Linked DNA regions of Sus scrofa: regions 1 and 3 are each linked to region 2. A link is a contact called in public Hi-C and targeted proximity ligation data. All regions are on one chromosome and are shown on one strand. The core of a region is the stretch at or near the end of the contact, and the rest is flanking DNA. Distances in the headings are between cores, read along the strand shown.

Region 1 (2,700 bases), core at 193-2,692, 91 kb after region 2:
AGACAATAAATAAATAAATAAATAAATAAATAAAAATAGTACAAAAAAAGTACAGTACAGGTGAGCTACTTGCTTCACTGTGTACATGCCTCTGGGAGTGTGTGTGACAAAGGGTCTGGGGGAAACAGGTGCACCAGCGAAGAGTAAGGTCAGGACAGGCTGTACCAGCAGATATAGAGAATAAATGAAGCAGTTAAAAGAAAAAGGGATTTAAAACAAGACCTCCATCTAGGCAGTGAATAAGACCAAGAACAAACAACACTCTCACTGAGTTTGCATTGGGGGAGGGACAGTTAAAAATGTGCAAACACACAGTGTGTCCAGAATGTACTGCTTTAAGCCAAGCAGCAGATGCTTTTATTATAGTCTGTTTGCAGAAGGGGAAACTAAGAGATCTGACACTACCCTTTTCCCTACTCTCTGGCCAGGCTCCTTTGTTTACTGCCCGAAACGCCCCAGTGCCCAGACCTACCTTTGGAGCCTGTGGGGGAGGAAATTTTTCGGGGTCTGGCTCGAATATCATAGATGATAGGGTACTGGAACCAGGGGATCCTGGAGGAGAGGGAACAAGGATAGGGATTAGGAGACAGCAGTTTCCCTCGTTTTGCTCTGTTCTCCACCACCACCTGTTTCTTGGTCTGCTTCTCTTAAATGACCACGGTCACGGAGACATTCTCTTCTCCCTTTGGAGAACAACAGTATGTGCTGCTGGAGTTTTGGGCAGCACCCACTGTTCCGGGAGATGGGCGTGAGGAGGAGAAAGGGTGGCTGTTGAATGCTTTTGAAAATCTTACTATAGCTACTGGTGAGTCGGGATTCAAGGGTGAAGGGTCAGGGGCAGTCCGCTTTGCCCGCCATTACCTGAAGTGAAGGCCCTCGGCCAGAATGGTGTCCTGCTGCACGCCTCCGATCCGATTAAAGAAAATGGCTCTGTGCCCGCCTTCCACTGCGGGGAGAGGGGTGGGGGGGTCAGACCAGGCAGGGCTCAGAGTACGTGCGAGCTTCTGGCAGGGGCGGGGTGAGGGGCTGGGTGAGCGCGTGGACCCGGCGGGGCTGGGCAGGGGCCTAGGGAGGGTCGGCCGGTGTCCGGAAAGCGGGCGGAGGTTGCTCACCGGTGAACACCGACTCGCGGATGCCGTAGGCCACGGCGCCGGCCCCCAGCAGCAGCTTCAGCGCCGTGCCCATGCCCCGGGGCCCGGAGGGCAGCCGTCCCGCTAAGTCCTTCAAGTTCTGGGCCATGTCCGATCTTGAGGCCGGCGGCACCAGAGGTCAGAAGCGGGTGCCGGCCTGCCTTTACCGCGCTCCAGTTTACGGATCGCACCCTTCACACGAAGGTCCGAGCCCCAGGTGCTTGCTGGAGAAAGGGCACCGGAAGTGCGCTCCCTTCTAAACCCTACCCCCCCGCCCACCCACGGCAGACCCGAGCTTGGCGCACAGGAATTACGCATACGGAAGTTCCTGCCCCTTTCTGGAACCCTGCCCTCCCAGAGAGGCTTCGGGAGCGCCAGACAGAGAGCCGTCGCCATTTCCCAGCGCCCACTTTCAAAATGGCCGACGGAAGGAAGCATGCGATTGGGTGGAGCACGAGGTCCTAATTTGAGAAAATCAGCGCAATTTCCGATTTGGTTGCAAGATGGCTGCGCCCAGTGGTGGATTCCAACCTCGTGAGCGGCGCGCCGGGGAGCAGGAAGAAGACTGGGATGCTGTGGCGCCCAAGCGGCCCCGACTCGGGGCGGGAAGCAAGACCGGAGGCCGCAGACTCATTGTGGTGCTGGAAGGGGCCAGCCTGGAGACAGTCAAGGTAACTTGGGACAAGGAGGTGGAGAGCCAGTAGATCGATAGGCTGGGACCCGGTGGGATGAGGGTGATGGTTTCAAAGTGGATGTAGAAAGCAGAGGTGAAACACTTTTGGAGAAAGTGGTCTAGTTTTCTGTCTCTCGGTTTAATATCCTGAGTTGGCAGTAGTCGTTTTGTCTTTGAATCCTTTTGTAGCCATAACATCCTTGTTTCCAATTGATTAACCAGGATTCTGTGAAAGAAAGTCATCTAGGGTGGATGGGTGCGTTTCGTCCGTCACGTTGTCCCTTTTCATCACATGACAAGTTTATTGGGCACAGGAGAAAAGTAGTTACTGTGGATCATTCAGCCCACTTCTTTACTTAGTGTTTTAATTCATCTCTCTCCCTTCTCTGTATTACTGTACATTTCGAAACAGTGCCTGGATCAGATCATCATAATACTTTTACATCTTTTTATTTTTTTATTAAAAAAATTTTTTAATGGCTGCACCCATGGCATATGGAAGTTTCCTGGGCCAGGACTGAACCAGCGCTGCAGCCACTGGTAGTGGGATTCTTAACCCATTTAGCCACAGCGGCAACTCCAATATTTTTACATCTTTATTTTTAATTATTATGATTGCTTTTTACCAAATAAATCCTGCAATTCCCTTCTTAAAGTTTTGTGCAGTGTTCTCATCCCTTCTGACATTGTTTCTCCTACGTTTTAGAGCTAAGCTTGTTCAATGAGTAGGGCCAGAATGGATAGTACTAGTTTAGAAGTTAGACCTGGATTTTAACCTTGGTTTTTATACTTATGTTAAGGCTGTAGTCTTGAGAAAAAAATGTCTTCACTTTCTAAAGCAGGGGTTATTAATACTTTGAGCGGGAGTGCAGAGAAAATGCTTTTTTTTTTTTTGGT
Region 2 (2,700 bases), core at 103-2,602:
TGCTCCCGTACCCTTTTCCTTTTCGTGTCCCCAGCAGCAGGGAAGAAGCTAGAGGCTATGAGAGAATGGCCAAGCGAAGTGGGGGGGGCACTCTGGAGACTTTGGGGATGGAGCAGGAAGGGGAACGGGAGGGGCCGGCTGCCTGTCTGTGAGGAGACTGTTGCTTTCCTGCCCTTGACCCCACAGGGCTCTGCTTCTCTGTGATCCTGCTGGCCCAGCGTGGAGCGGGCTCGTTTGTTTGTGTGGCGTGGGTATAGCTTTGTGCAGCCTCTTCCACAGGAGGGGGCTTCTGTGCCTCCCCTCCCCCGTTGTGTGTGCTCCCCGTGTGGTTGGGCAAGGAGGGATCTGAGGGAAATGGGGACCCCCCTCGCCCTCCTGCCTCAGTCTTTTCCCCACCCTGTCTCTCCCCTGTCCTTCTGGAAAATGCCAAAATACAGGATGTGAATAAAAGTACAGTGGCTCAGTTGTGTCCTGTTTGATACCTTTGGGGGAAGCTGTCTTCCCCAGGGCTAGCAGCGGGGCCAGTTTCACAAAGCTCCTGGCCCTGCCCCTTTGCCTTCTATGTTTTGTGCTGGTGTGATTGGGGGCTGAGTGAGGTGAGCTCTGGGGCAGCAGAGGAAGGCTGCGGGGTGGGGGCTGTTAGATGAGGGGATGTGGGCTGGGGTGTCACAGAACAGAGATGGGGTGGAAGAGCCCTTTCTTGCAGCCGTGATACCGGAGGGGGCCCAGGTGGGTTCTTTCCAAATGTCCCCAGTGGCTGTAGTCCTTTGTCAGGCCTTGGCCTGCTGGAGCAAAAAGCGGGGTATTCATGGGGACAGGGCGGACTTCTGAACCCCCCTCCCTTAGCTGCACAGTTTCTAGCCAAGGTGGGCCATCCCTCCGCTGCTGAACCCTGTTTTTTGCCCAGTTACTGTGGGGCTGGGTCGGCCCCGGGTGGGTCAGAGGTGTCCGCTCAGCACTCAGGGATGTGGGGGCTCCGATGGGGAAGGAGGCTCCTTTTCCCAGAGCTGGAGAGAGGCCCCTCCCCTATCCCTCGGTGTGGGGGTGGCGTGATGAAGCCGTGAAGCGGGGGTTTCCCTGAGCACCGGGCGCACGGTTCTCCCCAAAGTCAGACCACGGAAGCTGTAGCCACCGAGCCTGGACGCCGCTGGAACGTTGCTACAAGAAAGAAGGTGACGTCAGAACCTCGCAACGCGGGCGGCGGCGAGCGGCAGCGGGCGGTGGCGGGCGGCGGGCGGCGGGCGGGGCCGGGGCTGGGCTTCCGCGGGGCGGGCCAGTCATGGCCCAGGACGCGAAGGGGGCGGGGTTCTGCCTCTCCGCTCTCTATATAAGCGGCCAGTGGAGACGGCCGCGCGCTGCTCCTGACCTTCAGTGTGCTGGCTCCAGCGCCATGGCGCCCGCTAGGAAGTTCTTCGTGGGGGGAAACTGGAAGATGAACGGGCGAAAGAACAATCTGGGGGAGCTCATCAACACCCTCAACGCAGCCAAGCTGCCGGCCGACACCGGTGAGCCCTGGCGGTGGGTGGGAGGTCGGGCGTGGTGGCGCCCTCTCCCGAGCTCTCTCAGCAGTTGTCTGCGTGGTCCTGCTTGCAGGGCCGGAGACCAGAGTTACTGGGGTCCCGGCCTTGGCCCTGCGGCCGCAGGACCAGGGGTGTGTCCACGGGGAAAGGCGGAGCCGCATCTCCCTGTGCCCTCCGACTGTGGGAGGAAGACGGCTCCGGGGTGCGGACCGGGGCTGCACCCGCCCGAGCCGGGGATGGAAGTGGAGCCCAGCCCCTACGGGCGATCGGGAGAGGCCGGCGCCAGTCCGGTGTGTGGGGGAGGAGGCTGCGTGCAGGCTTCTGGGCCCCCTCGGCGCCGGCTCCGTGCGCCGCCGCACGTAGCCCAGACTCCTCCCCGCGCTTTGCCTGGGCTACCGAGTTCCCCTGCCGGGTGGCCCTTGGCCTCTTGAGCTACTCTTCTGATCCTTTCCCCTCGGCGGCCTGCAAGACCCTTCTGCGGAAGGGGCTGAGCAAGTGACAAACGGGCAGAGCCATGTGGGGATGAGGAGCGATCCTCTTGTTTTCTGCAACCTGGATACGGGAAAACGCAAGGCCTCTATGAGCCAGTCGACTCGCTGCCACCCACGGACAGAGTGCCGTCCTCAGTCCTTCCCATCCCAGGCATCTAAATCACAGAACCCCGGGTCTGATCAAGAGGCACCCCCTTCTGGTTTATTCCCCCCAGAGACTGCAGTACAGACCCCAGGAGTTGGCCCTTTCTGCTTTTGCTAAAAATCCTTGCCTGGCTAGGAGAGGTGGGAATGAGCTATTTTAGAAGGGAGGCGGGGTTGGCCCCAGAGAATGCTGAGTCTAGGAGGTGCCCAGGCCCAGAATAGCCTGGGGAAATCAGAGCCACAGCTGTTAAAAGAGCAGAGGGCAGGGCAAGGGCCATGACCTCTCAGGGGTACCCAAAAGGTTCAGAGTTGGGTTCAGGCCCAGCCTGGGGTGCAGAGTAGACAAAGATCATCATGCTGGTGTGGAAATGGGCGAAGGCAGAACTATGAAAGCGGTGGAGGCTAGGGGGCTCCAGAGCACTGGATAGGGTCTGGATTTGTGATGCCATCCCCTTCTGTCACTGTCTTCTACTCAGAGGTGGTTTGCGCACCCCCCACCGCCTACATTGACTTCGCCAGGCAGAAGCTAGATCCCAAGATTGCCG
Region 3 (2,817 bases), core at 183-2,682, 92 kb before region 2:
ATAGCACTCTTGCCTTCTCAGTTCAGAAACTCTGGATTGGGAGAGCCCGCTGATTTTGCAGAGGTCTGAGCTGGAGAGGGGTGTGTGTGCGTTGTAGATACCATTCATCCCTAAAGATGAGCAGACACCTGGAGCTCCCATTGTGGCTCTGGAAAAGAATCTGACTAGCATCCATGAGGATGCAGGTTTAATCCCTTCCTCAGTGGGTTAAGGATCTGGCGTTGCCCTGAGCTGTGGTGTAGGTCACAGACGCGGCTGGGATCCCGTGTGGCTGTGGTGAAGGCCAGTGGCTACAGCTCTGATTTGACGCCTAGCCTGGGAACCCCCATGTGCCTCAAGTGGGGCCCTAAAAAGACAAAAAAAGACAAAAAAAAAAAAAAAAAGATGAGAAGACACCCATGACTCACTCAGCTCACTCAGGGTCCAGAGTACACACACACACTGGCTAGCTTTTGTCTTCACCCACCCTAAGTGACCTTGGCAAATTGTTTCAGCTCTGAAGCTGCCTTGGTTTTCTCATCTATACAATGGGGGATAATCTTAGATTTCATGACTTTAAGGTGTGTAAAGTGTCCACTATAACACACAGCACATAGTGAAGGCAGTACAGCCATACAATGTAGCTATTTTCCCTGTGTTTGGGGTGCGCTTCTTCAGACCTACCATCTTTTAGGGCACAGTAACATTTCTAGGAGTCATTGGCTGGGGGGGGGAGGGAGGTGGAGTGGGGCAAAGAAATTCTGGAGATTTCAGGGAATGAGGGAGGTGGTGAGTACCCAGGAAAGGGCTGGCCAAGAACACGTGAATACACACCCCCCCCCCAGGCAGCTCAGAGATGGGCAGGTGGGTAGTTTGAGGCAGAAACGGTTTAGTGAGAAGGGCAGACCGTCCCCTGGAAAGGAGGGTGGGGGAAGGGAGAAGGGGGCGGTGGGGACACCCAGGGCTGAGGAAATAAACAAGGGGAGCGCCACCACAGGGGTGGAGGGTAACGCTGCTGGGAATCAGCCCCCTCAGACTTTCCACTGCGAAGCGAAACCGTGAGCCCTGGGGTGTTGGGGGGGGCAACGGGGAGGGGAAGTGGGGAAGGTGGAGGGAAGGCAGAAGGACAGGGGCCGCGGCCCTGGGAGCAGCAGAACGGCCTCCAGCTCGAGACAGCCACCTTGTCTCCACTCTGCTCTCTGCCAGCACCCTGCCCCATCCCTGAGGACCCCCCCCAGCCCATCCTGAGCCCACCTTCCTGCTGCCTGATCCGGCCAGCTTTCCTCTAGATTCATTGGTTCCTCCCTCTCTCCCCAGGCCTCCATCCCTCTTTTTCTGGAGTCTCTTCCACCCACTCCCTCTCTGCAGAACCTCTCTCTTTTGTCTGTTAGTCCTTCTCCACTGTCTGACCTCTTCCCTTTGGAGGGCTGTGTGGTCCAGGCCTCAGGGGAGATGGGGGAGGCTCACTTCCTCATCTGGCTGCTTCTGCAACTGCTCTGCGCGGCTGCAGGTAAGGTGGGGACGACCCTCTGGGAAGGCTGACCTTCGGACCCACAGCGGGGGTGGGGGTGGGGTCAGCAGGGATGACCACAGGGATGCCAAGGTCCTTAGACTGGGTGGATCTAACAATGCCTTTCTTGGGGCAGTCCTCCAGCCCCCAAAGCCTCCCTCCCGTCTCCCCCTTGGCCAGGAAGGGGCAGAAACCCAAGGTCTTCCTCGGCCCTGTTTCTTCTCCCTTGGGTAGCAGCTGAGGCTCCTTCTTTACTTTGAAGTCTCTTGGCTCATGGCCCCTCCCCTTGGCCTCTCTTTTCCTCCCCAGTGGAGGCTCCAGACCCAAGGGCAGAGGTCCCGGTGGTGTGGGCCCAGGAGGGGGCTCCTGCCCAGCTCCCCTGCAGCCCCACAATCCCCCTCCAGGATCTCAGCCTTCTGCGAACAGGACAAGTCACTTGGCAGCATCTACCAGACAGGTATGCACCCCAAACAAGGGCAACAGCATCCCCAAATCCAGCAGTAAAGGCGTCCAGATGGACAATCCAAGAGCCAAGTCAGCACTCTGCTTTCTCCCCTGAGCTGTCAGTCCTGCTGAAGCAGTGTCTCAGCCTTCCTGCTGCCCTTGCTGCAGCCCCCTCCGCTCTTTCTCCGCAGACTGCTCCCCTCACGCCCCGCATCCCACCTGCCTCCCCAGTACTGGATGGTGCCGGCCCAACCCGAGGCGCGCGGGGGTGGGGTGGGGGGGGGAGAGATGGGGGAGGCTTAGCAGGCCAGAGGTCTTCCCGTTGGGTGGGCTTTCTCATCCTCAAAGGGTGCCTCTTGGTCGGACTGCCTCTTGCCTGGGGCTGCTTCTCCCTTGGCTTTCTCAGTCCCAACTCTCTCCTGATCAGGGGCCCCGCGGCGCCCTCCCCTCAGAGCCCGGGGCCCCGCCGCTACACGGTGCTCAGGGTGGCTCCCGGAGGCCTGCGCATCGGGAGGCCGCCACTGCAGCCCCGCGTGCAGCTGGAAGAGCGCGGCCTCCAGCGCGGGGACTTCTCGCTGTGGCTGCGCCCGGCCCGACGCGACGACGCCGGCGAGTACCGCGCCGCCGTGAGCCTCCGGGACCGGGACCGCGCCCTCGTCTGCCTCCTCCGTCTGCGCGTGGGCCAGGCAGCGGGTAGGTGGGGGCGGGACGAGGGGAGCGGGGCTGGGAGGAGGGTGCCCCATTCCCCGCCGCCCCGGAGGCAGGAAGAGCCGGGCAGAGGCTGGTTGTGCTTCGAAGGATGCGCCTTAGCGGGAGAGCCTCCAGTAGAGGGGCGGAAGGGGGTGGAAGGTGCCCCCAGAGAAGCACGTGTGTGGGGGAGGGCC

The links. Hi-C and Micro-C count contacts between places; a contact is called where the count stands out from the background.
Region 1: a Hi-C map of retroperitoneal adipose tissue shows a contact between it and region 2, with 2.0 times the contacts expected there. A contact is called at or near these places in 4 of 5 promoter capture datasets (fetal liver, fetal skeletal muscle, liver and 1 more), 17 of 47 Hi-C or Micro-C datasets (alveolar macrophages, blood, embryonic fibroblasts and 11 more) and 2 of 2 datasets of targeted methods (alveolar macrophages and skeletal muscle).
Region 3: a targeted proximity ligation map of alveolar macrophages shows a contact between it and region 2. A contact is called at or near these places in 2 of 5 promoter capture datasets (fetal liver and fetal skeletal muscle), 1 of 47 Hi-C or Micro-C datasets (liver) and 2 of 2 datasets of targeted methods (alveolar macrophages and skeletal muscle).

The regions. Positions count from the first base shown.
Region 1 is chr5:63,750,308-63,753,007 of Sscrofa11.1, reverse strand. PHB2 (prohibitin 2) reads right to left here and starts at 1,442. Exons shown (of 10, transcript NM_001243556.1): 1 at 1,113-1,442; 2 at 862-946; 3 at 473-552. The coding sequence starts at 1,239. It overlaps EMG1 (EMG1, N1-specific pseudouridine methyltransferase), which reads left to right and starts at 1,539. Exons shown (of 6, transcript NM_001243478.1): 1 at 1,539-1,801. The coding sequence starts at 1,634.
Region 2 is chr5:63,841,505-63,844,204 of Sscrofa11.1, reverse strand. It overlaps TPI1 (triosephosphate isomerase 1), which reads left to right and starts at 1,352. Exons shown (of 7, transcript NM_001037151.1): 1 at 1,352-1,505; 2 at 2,632-2,700. The coding sequence starts at 1,391. USP5 (ubiquitin carboxyl-terminal hydrolase 5) reads left to right here. Exons shown (of 20, transcript XM_001925784.6): 20 at 1-463.
Region 3 is chr5:63,933,669-63,936,485 of Sscrofa11.1, reverse strand. It overlaps LAG3 (lymphocyte activating 3), which reads left to right and starts at 1,432. Exons shown (of 8, transcript NM_001105306.1): 1 at 1,432-1,489; 2 at 1,799-1,946; 3 at 2,361-2,626. The coding sequence starts at 1,432.